Regions from separate parts of the Rattus norvegicus genome. Here region 2 is linked to region 1. A link is a contact called in public Hi-C data. All regions are on one chromosome and are shown on one strand. The core of a region is the stretch at or near the end of the contact, and the rest is flanking DNA. Distances in the headings are between cores, read along the strand shown.

Region 1 (7,229 bases), core at 1,952-4,451:
TCAGTCACTGAAGGGTAAGCCCTGTGACTCATAGTATAGCTCCATTTCCCATCCCACCTGTTTCCTGATCCTCCCAGAGGTGTGTGAGCAACCTCATGGAGGTCAATCAGGTCCTTTCTCCGTTAAGTTGTTTTCTGTCAGATGTTTCGTCACATCAACGGGAAAATAATGAACACAGCACGTAAGGCACTTGACCTCTTCACCTTCACACCGAGAAAGACAAAGATGGAGTCCATCAAGGGACACGTGACATCTTGCCCTTACTGTACAGTGACCTCAGGCAGAGACAGGTACCTCTGCACAACCTGAACGGCGTTCCTAGGGTTTCAGCGCCCAACACCAGGAGAGAGGACCCTGTACATGGTCATAGCTTGAGAGGAGACACCGTGTCTCTCCAGCGCATCGAGAGGGGGGATCCCCAACGACCAAAGAGATGCTCTATGCTCTGACTGCTTGAGCAAGAGCCCAAAGGTCAAAACGTTTTGCTGGTTCCTCTGAAGCCTTGGGCACTTAAACTTAGATATGTAAATGAGATATTAAACCCCCCATGGACTGTGAGGCCTCCTCTCAGCACTTGGTCCAAAAATTATGTCCCCCAGAGCTTTAGGCTATAAAATCATCCCATTCCGGGCCAAATTGATGTCCTTTTACTTTCTGTTTTTATAAATTACCAACCCCAGATGTGTCAAATTATGTAACGAAAACCATATAAAAAGAAATATGTATTTTAAAGAATTTAGTAATTTTCATATTTCCACAGGGGGTTTCTTGGTCTTATTTCAATGAGAGAGAAGAAAAATTAACCTTTTGTGCTTTCCCCTTTTGTGGCAACGCCAGGGGAGCGTGAATTGTCAGGGAAAATGCTTTCTTGGGCCAATTTTCTACGTCCAGGAGGGCGGGCTGCGGAGATAAGCCCCGTGCTGAAGCAAGCCCGCACGTCCCTGTTTGGTCTTGGATCTTATCTGCTCAAAGCAACAACAGCAGCTTCCTAACAAGGAGACGGCGCAGCCTGTGTTTGTGCCTCTCGCCGGAATGTTTGCCCAGAGCACCGTGGATTTCGCCATTATGTCCATCCCTACACAGGGTCTTTGAACGCTTATCGTCTGCCACCATTTCCTCCTGCCTGCCCCCATTTGTAATCATTAGCAGAATGGAATGTGCTGTGGTAAAGTGTCTGATGCTTAACATTGCCAAGACGCACCGGAAGGCTGTGTGTGTGTGTGTGTGTGTGTGTGTGTGTGTGTGTGTGTCTATATATATCTATATATGTATATGTGTGTGTGTGTGTGTCTATATATATCTATATATGTGTGTGTGTCTATATATATCTATATATGTATATATGTGTGTGTGTGTGTGTCTATATCTATCTATGTCTATATATCTATATCTATATATATGTGTGTGTGTCTATATATATCTATATATGTATATATGTGTGTGTGTGTGTGTCTATATCTATCTATGTCTATATATCTATATCTATATATATGTGTGTGTGTCTATATATATCTATATATGTATATATGTGTGTGTGTGTCTATATCTATCTATATATGTATATATGTGTGTGTGTGTGTCTATATATCTATATATGTATATATGTGTGTATGTGTGTATGTTGTGTATCTATATCTATGTCTATATATCTATATCTATATATATGTGTGTGTGTCTATATATATGTATATATGTATATATGTATATATGTGTGTATGTTGTGTATCTATATCTATCTATGTCTATATATCTATATCTATATATATGTGTGTGTGTGTCTATATATATCTATATATGTATATATGTATATATGTGTGTATGTTGTGTATCTATATCTATCTATGTCTATATATCTATATCTATATATATGTGTGTGTGTCTATATATATCTATTTATATCTATCTATATCTATATCTATATGTGTGTGTATCTATATATATCTATATATGTATATATGTATATATGTGTATATGTTGTATATCTATATCTATCTATGTCTATATATCTATATCTATATATATGTGTGTGTGTCTATATATCTATTTATATCTATCTATATTTATATCTATATGTGTGTATCTATATATCTATATATGTATATATGTATATATGTGTGTATGTTGTGTATCTCTATCTATATCTATATATCTATATCTTATATATGTGTGTGTCTATATATATCTATTTATATCTATCTATATCTATATGTGTGTATGTGGTGTGTGTGTATCTATATATATCTATATATGTATATATGTGTGTATGTTGTGTGTGCATCTATATCTATTTATCTATATCTATATATATGTGTGTGTGTGTGGTGTGTGTGTGTCTATATCCATCTACCTATATATGTATGTATGTGTGTATCTATATCTATCTATATCTATCTATCTATATATGTTTGTATGTATGTGTTGTGTGTATCTATATCTATCTATATTTATATCTATATATACATATGTATGTGTGTGTTGTGTGTGTGTTTTGTGTATCTATATCTATATCTATATATATGTGTGTGTGTGTCTATATCTATCTATATATGTATGTATGTGTGTATCTATATCTATCTATATCTATCTATCCATATATGTTTGTATGTGTGTGTTGTGTGTATCTATATCTATCTATATTTATATCTATATATACATATGTATGTTGTGTTGTGTGTGTGTTTTGTGTATCTATATCTATCTATATCTCTCTCTATATATGTGTAATGTTGGCCTTGACTACAATCAATCACCAGTACTGCCAAAATAGATAAGTAAATAAATAGACCAGGGACATCCCTTAAGACTGCCCACCCCCTTTTTAAAAAACAAATCAGCTTGGTTTCAAATTGGAATATCTCCCAATTATTTTCCAGTCCCTTACCTGAACGTAACAGTTTCTGAGAAGTGTGGCTTTTACTGCAGATAAATGGAACAGATGCCTCTTGGAACCTAGAGATGACAGTTAGGGATTTTTTTTTCTCCTTGAGTAGGAAGATGGCGGTGACCACTGGGAGAATCACAAAGGGAGACGGGTAAAGAAAGCTGCCTCTAGGGCAGCAAGATGGAGTCACAGACCAACTTCGGTTTTCTGCAAAGAACCCATTGTGCGCATCCTCAGAGAACAGGACTGAACTTCACAGTCAGCAGAGCTGAGGAATGGACGGGTCAGCACTGGGGAGGGGCCAGAGAATGGCATGATGGGAGGGGCGAGGTCAGAATCCTTCGAATGCTTGCCCTTTGAAGCGGCTGTCTCTCTGAATGGAGCTCCTGACCATGGCTGGCCAGAGTTCCCTTCTGACCACTGTTGCCACCCCATCAGGCAGACTCATCCAGCCCTGCTAGGAGGTGGTTTTCCTTGGTCCATTCCAGCTCCTGGCTGCATGCTGTGCTCCACACAGCCACCCAGCCCAAAAGCTTGGCTTTTGAGGGAGCTGAAATGTCATGTCGTGATGCCAGGAGTGTCCTACCCCTGAGATCACATTTCCCTCCACCTTAGGAATGTGGTTGTTTCCTAGTTGGTGGGTTTCAGCCACAAAGATTGTATTATTAAAATTAAATTCCAATGTGGCCTTCCATGGCGTTCCATGCAGACTTACACCTCCCACTGAAAACTCTTCAAGAACTTGACTAGAAAACAGCAGCTGTCCAGCCTACTCCAGAGCCGACCCCGGAGTTCTGTCTTCTCGCTGGCCTGCTGTCAAGCCTGCTCTAGAGTTGATCCCAGGATTCCACATTCTCACCAGCGGTCCAGCCTTTTGCTTTCTTACAGGCTATCCAGCCTACTCCGGAGCTGACCTCCGGATTCTGAACTCCTCTGCAGAAACTGGAGACACTTGTTTATAAAAATTAACTTCAAAAGTTAGGAACCGCACAAGTAACTAGGGCTTGAGGAGATGTCTTGGTGCAGTGCTTGCTCTGCACGCATATGAACTCCCCAGCAATGGAACCCAGACAAGCAGTGCACACCAATAATGTCTACACTGGGGGTCTAGACGGCCAGACCCCAGGAGCTTGTTGGCAGACCAGACGATCTATTGATCTCTATCTAGGTTCTGTGAGAGACTATCAAAACATAAAGTGGGAGCAGCTAAGGAAAATACCCACATCAACCTCTGACCTCCATTGTATGTGTATGGATATATACCTGCACGCATATACATGAGTCCACGTGCACACACACATGTGCACACACATGCACATACATGCACATACACATGCACACACACATGCGTACACGCACACACACGCACACACATGCACATACATGCACACACCCACACAATGCACATACATGCACACACATGCACACACATGTGCACACGCACACACGTGCACACACACATGCACACACATGCACACACGCACACACATGCACACACATGCACACACGCACACACATGCACACACATGCACACACATGCACACACGCACACAGAGGGATTGCAGGACAGTGGGATAGGCATGTGGCCCTTACCTAGCTGTATGTTGATGGGTGGTTGGGAGGAGGGACAAAAGAGGAGAGGGGAAGGAGAAGAGGGCAGGAGAGGGAGGAAGGGAAGTATGAAAGAGAGATGGGAGGAAATAGAGGAGAAAAGGGAACGAAAAAGGCAAGTATTCAATATGTTCAGACGTCTTAAACTGTAACTAGCTTTTTAAAGAAGCAATAAAATAAGTGCTTGCGTACTTAGCACCAAGATGAGCATAATCAAAACTCGGAAGGCTCTCCTTCCCACATCCCTCTGGATTTGATGCCCACCTGCCCTTATTGTTCATTACAACCGATGACCTACGTGTCACCCCCAAGTAATACTGTTTAGTGCCACTGAACTTCCTGTAACTCGAGTCTAGGTGACTGTGCGACTTCTCTTGCTGACTTGCACTGGAGTTGTTTCTAGGTTCTTGCTGTTGTAAGCGATGCTGCGATCAATAGGTCTTGACAGCTCCTTGGGCTGCGTGGATAGATCGCTCAGATGGACTAGGAGCAGAGCCAGGTTGTAGAATCTCCAGATTTATTCAATTGGGCTAAAATGCCTTCCTACGTGGCTGCCTCACTGACAGTCCCATGGGCAGAGGCCAAGGAGCCTGTGGACCACATCGTCCCGAGACTTCAAATCCTTCTGTGATTTGGTGTCTTTGGTGTGGCCACCAGGAAACGGTGTCCCGCTGTGGTTTCCCCCATTATGTCTGATCTGTGCTGTTCTCGTGTGCTTAGGGCTGTTTGGGGTTTTCACTCATTCTGCTTCTGAGTGGAGTGCCTTTGAGTCCTCCCTGCATGCATGAGCTCAGAGTCTCCTTGTTTGAAACTCCTGATCTAGCCAGTGCCTGGGTATTGGGCTGGTTTTCTTCTTCGAAGGAGTTTTTGGTGTGTTCTGGAAACTTCCCTCAGTGTACACATTGCAGTGCTCACCTCTGAGTTTGGGGCTTGCTGTTTTACTTTGAGGAGCTCCCTATTTTAAAGCAGGTGTGCCGTTTCTTTGACCTTGACCTGCCATTTCTTTGTGTGTGTGTGTGTGTGTGTGTGTGTGTGTGTGTGTGTGTGTGTGTGTGTGTTTCTCCATCTTTATTAACTTGAGTATTTCTTGTTTACATTTCAATTGTTATTAGCTTTTCCGGTTTCCAGGCAAAACATCCCCTAACCCATCCCCCTCCCCTTCTATATGGGTGTTCCCCTCCCCATCCTCCCCCCATTACCACCCTCCCCCCAACAATCCCATTCACTGGGGGTTCAGCCTTGGCAGGACCAAGGGCTTCCCCTTCCACTGGTGCTCTTACTAGGATATTCATTGCTACCTATGGGGTCAGAGTCCAGGGTCAGTCCATGTATAGTCTTTAGGTAGTGGCTTAGTCCCTGGAAGCTCTGGTTGCTTGGCATTGTTGTTCATATTGGGTCTCAAGCCCCTTCAAGCTCTTCCAGTTCTTTCTCTGATTCCTTCAACGGGGGTCCCATTCTCAGTTCAGTGGTTTGCTGCTGGCATTCGCCTCTGTATTTGCTGTATTCTGGCTGTGTCTCTCAGGAGAGATCTACATCCGGCTCCTGTTGGCCTGCACTTCTTTGCTTCATCCATCTTATCTAGTTTGCTGGCTGTATATGTATGGGCCACATGTGTTGACCTGCCATTTTTGACCTTGACCTTAAACGCTTTACACATCAAACCTGCACAATTAAGACTTTGCTTCACAGTTTCTTCTTCTTCCCATAGGGAGAACTGAGCTCCCAGCGCCATTTCGAATACCCTGTCTTTTGCCCACTTACCCTACAGAGCTTTCTTTGTCCTGAGCTATAAGCTCAGCCTCCGCCCCTGTTATATCCCACATGTGTGTTTCTGTTTCTGAGCTCTTCTCTTTGCCTCTGTGTCAGTTTCCCCATGCCAGTGTGCCAGTATATCAGTTACTCATCAGAAGAAAGGGATAACAATCATTTTCACAGTTAAACTCACAGAGCCTGGCACATGTTAAATAATCACCTGTTATTATCTATTATTTTAATGCATAAAGTTTTACATAAAGTTAGTATGTAACATTCAGGTAAAAAAAAAGACACTAACAATTTCTGTACTTGGTTTGTGTTGCCGTGGATGTTTGGAGGTTTAATAAGTGCACCTGTTCAGCTATTGTCTGCTCATTTTGGGGTTCAAGAAACAGTGCATTCGAGGCTGAGGCCTGGAGTGCTGAACACTTTGAACTCAAGATATTCGCCTGTAAGGTGAAGTCTCTATAACCTTCCGCTTCCTCCTGTCCCTGCAACCTGCTTCTCACCTGAAGGAGTCCCAAAAATGTGCATTTCTCTCTCTCTCGATGGCTCCTGGGACCTAGAACTCCGCTCGTTCACAAGAATAAGCAGTAAACCCTAGCATGATCCCCTGTTCCATTCACCCTCAAAAGCTGTCATCACAGGGTTCTCTCGCCGTCCCATGAAGAAAGAGTGGTACCCAGAGAATCCAAGAAGAGTCTAACAAACAGGCCTCACTCGGTCCCTCTTCGTCCACCGGCATAGCCTTCGACCATTGCATTTTGACACAGTGATCAACCTTCACTCCATCTAAACAGAAAAAGTTTCCCTGGTTCTTGGGTCTTCTGTCTTGAAGACTCCTGTGGCAGAGAGAACATGGGTGGGAGAGGCTTGTTCACACACCTCTCTCATTAACCTTGTTTTTTTTTGATGACAGAGAGATGAGGAACTTTCCCCACCCATGTCTTCCCCAGAAACTCGTGGGTAGAAATGATACCCC
Region 2 (7,229 bases), core at 3,524-6,023, 100 kb after region 1:
TACAATTCTTTTATCAGCCCCCTGGCATCTAGCACCCAGGTTCTAACCATCTCTCCATCCTTTTGTTATTAGTTGTTACTAGAAGCCTAGTGTCATTTGGAGGCTGGTTCTCTTGAGAGGCAAAGCCATGGAGCTGACACTGACAATGGCCTTTTTGTTCCAAGAAAGGCCTCCTGGTTTAGCTGTGTGACTAAATGCTGTTTGCCCTCTTCGGTAGACTCTATTCTCAAGATTCTCTTGTTTTCTCACCATCCCATTTGATATGCTTGTTAGTAACTGTTACAGGTCTTCTTTACCACCGATGAAAGACGGAATCCTACTGGAGACCAGAAAAAAATGTTCCAGACACGGATAGAAGGCCCTCACTTCTGCCTGCTCTCTTCAGACGCCTGAAGGTAGGGAGTGCCAGGTCTGCCCCCAGGCTCCAAGGGTCGGTCTCCTAGGGGCTGGAAAATGCCCCACCAATCTGGCTAAGATAAGGAAAAGATATGAAGAGAAAGTTACAGAAACTTGAAGGGTTAAGCTAAGTCGCTGAGAGAGTTATTGTAAGTTGATGCATGGTTCAGGGTCTGTGCAGAAAAGTGGACAGCACCTAATAGCTGTAGAAGAAGATGCAGAGAGACAGAAAAAAAAGAAAGAAAGAAAGAAAGAAAGAAAGAAAGAAAGAAAGAAAGAAAGAAAGAAAGAAAGAAAGAGGTAAAGAGTGCAGGAAGCTAGGGAAGAAAAGAGACTAAAAGAAGAGGAAGCTAGAGAGCTAAAGAGAGATAAAAGACAAGAGAGGAACATATACTGGCCACAGTAGTTAGGGAACCTAGGAAGATAGTACCTGGCAACAGAAGAGAATTCCTGGCTAAAGATCAGTGTGCCTAATACGAAGAAAAAAAAAAAAAGACACTGGGTCAGGGACTGCCCCAGAAAGAACAAGAGGGGACACTGGAGAGCCTCTTGGTCCTAGAGTGCTGGCTATGTACAGAGATAGAAGGGAAGTGTGGATGCAGGGACCCAATGCTCTGTGCTCCTATGCCCCCCTCCAGTGGGCCAATATCCAAAGACCTTGGGTACAGGGGCCTACTGGCAACAAACAATACTTATGGACTGCCCGAAGAACAGTGGACCTTGGCGTGGGCCGGGTAACCCACTAGTTCATAGTCATCCCTGACTGCCCCTATCCCTTGCTCATGAGAAAATTGCTCTCCAAAATGGCTTGCGTGGGCTGAAATGGCTGGGTGAGGCCATGTGTATGCATATCTACAGACTGTGTATGCGGAGCTTAAGACCTGTCTCAGTGCACCAGTACCTGATGCTGGGAGATGAATGGCTTAGCGCTGTTCTACTTGGAACATATCACTCCTGCCAGCCGGGCACTAACAATTATCACCCAATCCAGGACTTAAACTGTGATAGAGTGGCTGATGTTTGCCTTTGAATAGAGTGTCCCAAAAGATGGGACCACTGGTCAGCTGCCATGGACTAGATTCTCCACCGGTTGGGGACAATCTGGTCACCTTGCTGCCCAATCCGGACCTGGAGCCACCACAGCACGAGTGTCAAGCACTGGCAGAAGCCCATGGGTGGAGGAAAGACCTCTGCGACTGGCTGATTGACCCCTGCTGAAAGCCGAGGCTACCTTGTCCACAGACGGGAACAGTTCTCTTCATGAATGAAGGTCAGAGACAAGTGGGTGCTGCCATGGTGGACAACACAATGTCATCTGGGATGGCTGAACCTCTACCCCCCCAGTACATCAGTGCCGCAGATGCCTTTGCCATCTCTTGGATGTCCTGATGAAGCCAACAACTGTGAGTACTATTCATTGCTCAGGATATCAGGAGGGAAGAGATTCAGTGACATGGGGCAATAACGAAGCAGATAAAGTGGCTCGAAAAATGGTTATGCAGGAGCCCATCCTGGTTGCAGGCCTGCAAGAGACAGCCACTGGGAACTGGGATCGGACTAAGGGATGGCCTCACTTAGAAAAGGCCCAAATTGCTTAAAAGATAAAGGACAATGGCACATTGAGGGGAAAGCTATACTCCCCAGAGAACAAAGAAAAGACTCACTTTGCCAAATACAGAAATGGACTCAATTAGGAGATAAAAAGTTTGTCCAAGTAGTTAAGTGTATGTAATAGACTTTAAGATTTTAGCCAGAGAGACAGTAGAAAGTATAAGGTATGTCAATAAGTGAATGCTTAGCAAGCAAACAGGGCAAAGAGACCTAGAGAGTTTAGTGAAAAGTTGAAGTGAGCTTCACTGAGATAAAACCAGAAAAATATAATCACAAGTATCTCCTAGTGCTTGTAGATACTTTTTCAGGAATAGATAGAAGCTTTCCTCACCAAACGAGAGACGGCCTCTGCAATCATCAAGAAGATACTGGAAGAAATCTTCCTCCGATTTGGAATGCCCAAGGTAATCTGGTCAGACAACTGGCCCTACTTTCGTTGCCAAGGTAAGCCAGGGTGTGGCCAAGTATTTAGAGGTCAATTGGAAATTACATTGTATTTACAGACCTCAAAGTTCAGGACAGGTAGGGTAAATAAATAGAACTCTAAAAGAGACCCTGACCAAATTAACCATGGAGACTGGCACAGACTGGGTGACACTCCTTCCCTCTTGCTCTCTTCAGAGCAAGAAATACCCCTTCCAGATTCAGCCTTACCCCCTTTGAGATCTTATATGGGGCCTCAGCCCCCCTGACTGTATTAGATGATGTTACTGAACCAACATGTCATAGTGCCATAGTAATAATGATTTGTGTGCCAGGCTAAAAGACCTACAGGTGATACAGAAAGAAATCTGCTCACAGCTGACAGCAGCCTATGCCCCGGAGACCCCTGAGACATCCCATCAGTTCCAGGTTGCAGCTACACTGAGTCCAGACATTCGAGCCTCGCTGGAAAGGACCGTACCTGGTGCTGCTGACCACCCTGACAGCTGTCAATTCTCAGCCCTCACCAGCCATGTACTAGCTGTTGGGGCTGAGAGCTGGGACCTAGAGGGAAATTCAGTCATGTTTGTCCTGGGTTCTATCAAGATAGGTGTGGGATAGGCTTGATTTCCATTACAAATGATGTAACATTGCATATGTTAGTACTCTTAACACTTCTTGGGACTGTGCCTCAGGGATCACAGTCCGTATAAGCTTAGAAGTTCTAAAAGCTAGTCATGACCTTGGTGGATAGGCTTGGATAGTGTCCAGGTTAGAATCCTCATGTTAAGACTACAATACCAAGCTGTTATGCTAGATGAAGCTGAGTTCTCCATGAAGTTCTAGGATTAGAACTATTAACAAAAAGAAGAAGTGGGGAATGAAGGATTAAAAATTAATAATAAGCCGCCTAGCTACCCAAAAAGAAGAGGTAGGGTCTGTGAGAACATGAACTTTTCGCCCCTCCCTTGCTGTACAATGGTTCCCGGAACATTCTTGCATGAAAAGTTTCCTGGAACAGCCACAATGACCCATAGCCTCCGGCCACAATGGTCCAATGGCCCTGAAAATGTCACTACCCCTAATCACAATGTCACAAAGTCCTGGGTGTGTTGCCTAGTGTTACACATGACTAGCATATGACCTAAATGTATGGGCAGTTTATGGTTTTGGAATTCCCCTCCTCCCTCCCTCTTGATCCCCCTGGTTTGTGGTTTTTTCCTTTATAAGCTCTGTGAAAATTCAGGTCGGGGTCGAACTCCTCTACTCCCTGTGTGGTGTATGAGTCTCGACCCCAGCATGCTGGCCTGAGCTCTCGTTTCATCTCGCTCACAATAAATCTTCCTCGTGTGATTACAGCAGGTCGGTGTCTGTGTCCTACTGGGTGCGCGTCTTTCCCGAGACTTGAGTGGGGGGCTCCCTTCGGGGGTCTTTCAGAACATTGTCACCAGGGCAAGATGGCAATGAGAATCGAGCGCCAATGCTCCCACTTGTGACCCCAGCACCCAGGAACTGAGGGCAGGTCACCATGAGTCCCAGACCAGCCTGGGCCTCACAATAAGGACCTGCCTCTTAAATTAATTTAAACATCAATGATAGAGTAAATTTTTAAAAAGGATTCCGGTAGGAAATAGAATTCACTGTCCCTTGGAAGAGAGTAGAAGGAACATCTGTGTGTCCAGAGGCCTAAATGCCAAAGGCTGAGTGAGATAGCCCAGCATCACAGCTCTCCTACGCTCGGCAGGGCAAGGAAGGGAGATTGTGCTACTCAGAGTAGGACACGAAGGTGAGTCTTGAACTTGCTGGAGCGGGCTCCCAAGCCGAGAAGCCCCTTTCTCATCTCGCTCTGATCTGCTGCTCACCCCATTGGCTTCTGATGGAGTCCAGGGCTGATGATTCGTAAGGTCAGCGTCCCAAGGTCAGCGTCCCACGACAAAGAGCTGGCAGAGATACCCAGGAGAGAGCTGGAGAGGTCAGGGGACATCTGCACAGAGCCCATGATGGAGAGTAATCGCAGGTCAGAGAGGGTTGGGGTGGGGTGTGCATTGCCAGCACTGTCTCACAAGGCTGGCATTTAAATCCTAACTCTTGGCACATTTCTGGGCTGGAAACGTGTGCTGTGTGGCCAAGCTCTCCTTCACTTGGTATCAGAAAATTATTGGATCCAAATCAGCCGAGGGCGGCCTTGGAGCGAAAGATCACGCCCCAGACCTGCTGGTCCTGGCCCTCTTTAATAGACACTGCGTTGATTCTAAATTTAGACGCAGCCTCTGAGCACTCAGTTCCAAACGTCAAGTTGCTGTCCTACAGCCGTTCCCGGGACTTTCTGGTCACACAAAGTTGTTTAGAGTTCTGAAGCACTCGCCTCTTTGGTTTGACCTTCTGTGTAGACATCCAGCCTGTGTGGGTGGGAGCTAGCTGTTTGGATTTTATGTGGTCACATCACTCATGGGGATAATGGTTTAAAATCCGTGAGGTTCCTTTCATCGGGGTGTTCACGAACCATGAGCAAGAAGAGCCATGAGCTAGACTGGCATGGTGGTTGAGAGATTGTTCCCGAGGCAGCCCTGGGAATGGCAGCATGAACACCAGGATAGGGTGCTCCTCTATTGCCACTGGAGTCTATAATTAGACCCTAGTGGCTTCCCATGCCCCTCTATTGCCTTGGACTCACAGTCAGATACACGCGGGTCCTTCATCTAGCAGATAACAATCTGCACTGAGCCTGCATTGTAAGAATCTGCTTCTGATGGAAGGACTGATGGAAATGACTTCCAAGAGGAAACAGCACTCACTGATAGAGCGAGTGTTTTTTTTTTTTTCTTTCAGCTCTCCAGTGCGTGCCTCACATATACAGCCCTGGGTTTGACCTTCAGGATGGAATGGAGGGAAGGAAGATAGGAAAGAAGGGAGAGAGAGGAGACGAGGAAAACATAAAATAGAGAGAGGAGGAGGAGGAGGAAGAGAGGGGAGGGGGAGGGAAGGAAAGGGAAAAGGGGGAAAGGCAGGCTAATTGAATGAGGTCGGTAGGCAAGTGTGGTATTTGAACCAACACCACGCCATTTTCTTCCCACTCCCAGTTCATGAGACAGAACCCCAGTACCACTTGATGACAGAGTAAGGAACGAGGCTCTCTTGGGATCCAGCAGCTCCCCAGGTGAGATCTGCCTTCCAGAAGACGGGCAAGACATAAATGTCACTCATGCTGGTCCAGCACGTCTGATGCTGAGGGGAAAGTGTGGTCAGAAGATGAGGGTTCTCCTTCCTTCAACCAACCCCTTCCTGTGGGGTGGAGGCTGTTCTCTGAGAGGACAGCTCCAATGAGAACACTGACTCGTGCCTGAACAACCCGCCCTCCCTGAAGGCAAGCTAAAGATGTATGCACGTGGTCCTCAGCAACAAAGCAAACGTGTTGGAGAGAACCGAACAGTTCTTCTGGCCCACCCCATCCAGAGGGATGGCTCCGACATTTTGTCTAGCAGGAGCCTCTCGAGAAGAGCTGGAGTCTTTTCTACAGAACAACTGAGTTCATTTGCAATAGAGAGAACAACACCAAAAACCACCTCTGCTAGCCGATCATATTATCCTGATCTGCAAAACCCTCAGGAACATATGGGAAAGGATCAAAACTAGTAACTGAGCTCGGCATTTCAGGACGCAGGATCAACATTTAAATAAGTCAACGGTATCTCTCTGCACTTAGGATGGACAAACACCCTTAAGAGGATGGTCCCATCTAGAAAATAATCAGGTATGTAAATCAACTTCTAAAGTCAGGATGAGAGACATTCTCTGAAAATGGATGACACTCTTAAAAGAAATCAAAGAACAAAAGGAAAGACAGCTTCTGGAATTAGAATGGGTGGACCTGTTGTGCGGGTGCTGGGAATTGAACCTAGGTCCTCTGGAAGAGCCCCATGCTCTTAACACCTGAACCATCTCTCCACCCTTGCAAGCTTTAAGTTTTACTGCTTTCTACAAAGCACCAGGGGCCTGAAACAGTCGAGATGTCACTGAAAATAGTGGTGGGTGGAGTTGGAGGACTCATGTATCCCAACTTTAAGACTTCAGAAGTGACGATGCAGTGAAGGATTGCATGAGGATAGACTATAGACTGACTAATGACTGACATGAGGACCTGGAAAGAAACCCAGGCACCTACAGTCAGCTTATCCTCAACAGGAATGTCAAAGCTGTGGGACAGGGAAAGGAAAAAATGTATACCCATAAGCAAAGGAGCAAAGCTAGAACCTCCCCCTTCACATCACAGATAAAACTTAACTCAAAACGGATCAGAACTCTAATGCCAGGGCTGTAAAACTCTTGGGAGAGTTGTGGGTCAGCCATTTAACAGTGCTTTCTTAGCATGCACTAACGCTGGGGTTAGAGTCACAGAGCCGTACTAACTGGGCACAGTGATACATTCCTCTAATCCTAGCATTTGGGAGGCAGAAACATGGGGATCAGAAGTCCAAGGTCGTGACAAATGCCATAGCAAGTTCAAGGCTAGCATAGCTTACACGAGATCATGCATCCAATAGAAACAGTATCAGAAACAACAGTACTATTACTAATAATGATAATAACAATAACGATAATAAATGTCTTAGACGAAAACCTACTAGGAAACCTTCACAACCTTGGATTTGTCGTTAAATCCTTATGACACCGAAACTATGAGCAAACAAAAGAAAAACAAATTTGGCATATTAAAACTGAAAGCATTTGTGCTTCAAAGGAAACAGATAAGAAAGTGAAGATAGTTTACTAAGTGAAAGAATTTACAAACTGTGTACCAG

Evidence for each region. Hi-C and Micro-C count contacts between places; a contact is called where the count stands out from the background.
Region 2: a Hi-C map of Schwann cells shows a contact between it and region 1, with 6 times the contacts expected there. The contact joins two enhancer-like sites. A contact is called at or near these places in 2 of 12 Hi-C or Micro-C datasets (Schwann cells and psoas muscle).

The regions. Positions count from the first base shown.
Region 1 is chr2:237,365,625-237,372,853 of GRCr8, forward strand. The region is part of intron 1 of Ddah1 (dimethylarginine dimethylaminohydrolase 1); the gene reads left to right. Among named protein-coding and RNA genes, the nearest start is that of Ddah1, 41 kb to the left of the region's middle. Within about 2 kb of position 3,202, at least 4 of the 93 cell types and tissues checked have an H3K27ac peak or open chromatin away from gene starts, as enhancers often do. A contact at or near this core is called in Schwann cells, where this site is marked.
Region 2 is chr2:237,467,713-237,474,941 of GRCr8, forward strand. No RefSeq gene overlaps it. Among named protein-coding and RNA genes, the nearest start is that of Bcl10, 30 kb to the right of the region's middle. Within about 2 kb of position 4,774, at least 9 of the 93 cell types and tissues checked have an H3K27ac peak or open chromatin away from gene starts, as enhancers often do. A contact at or near this core is called in Schwann cells, where this site is marked.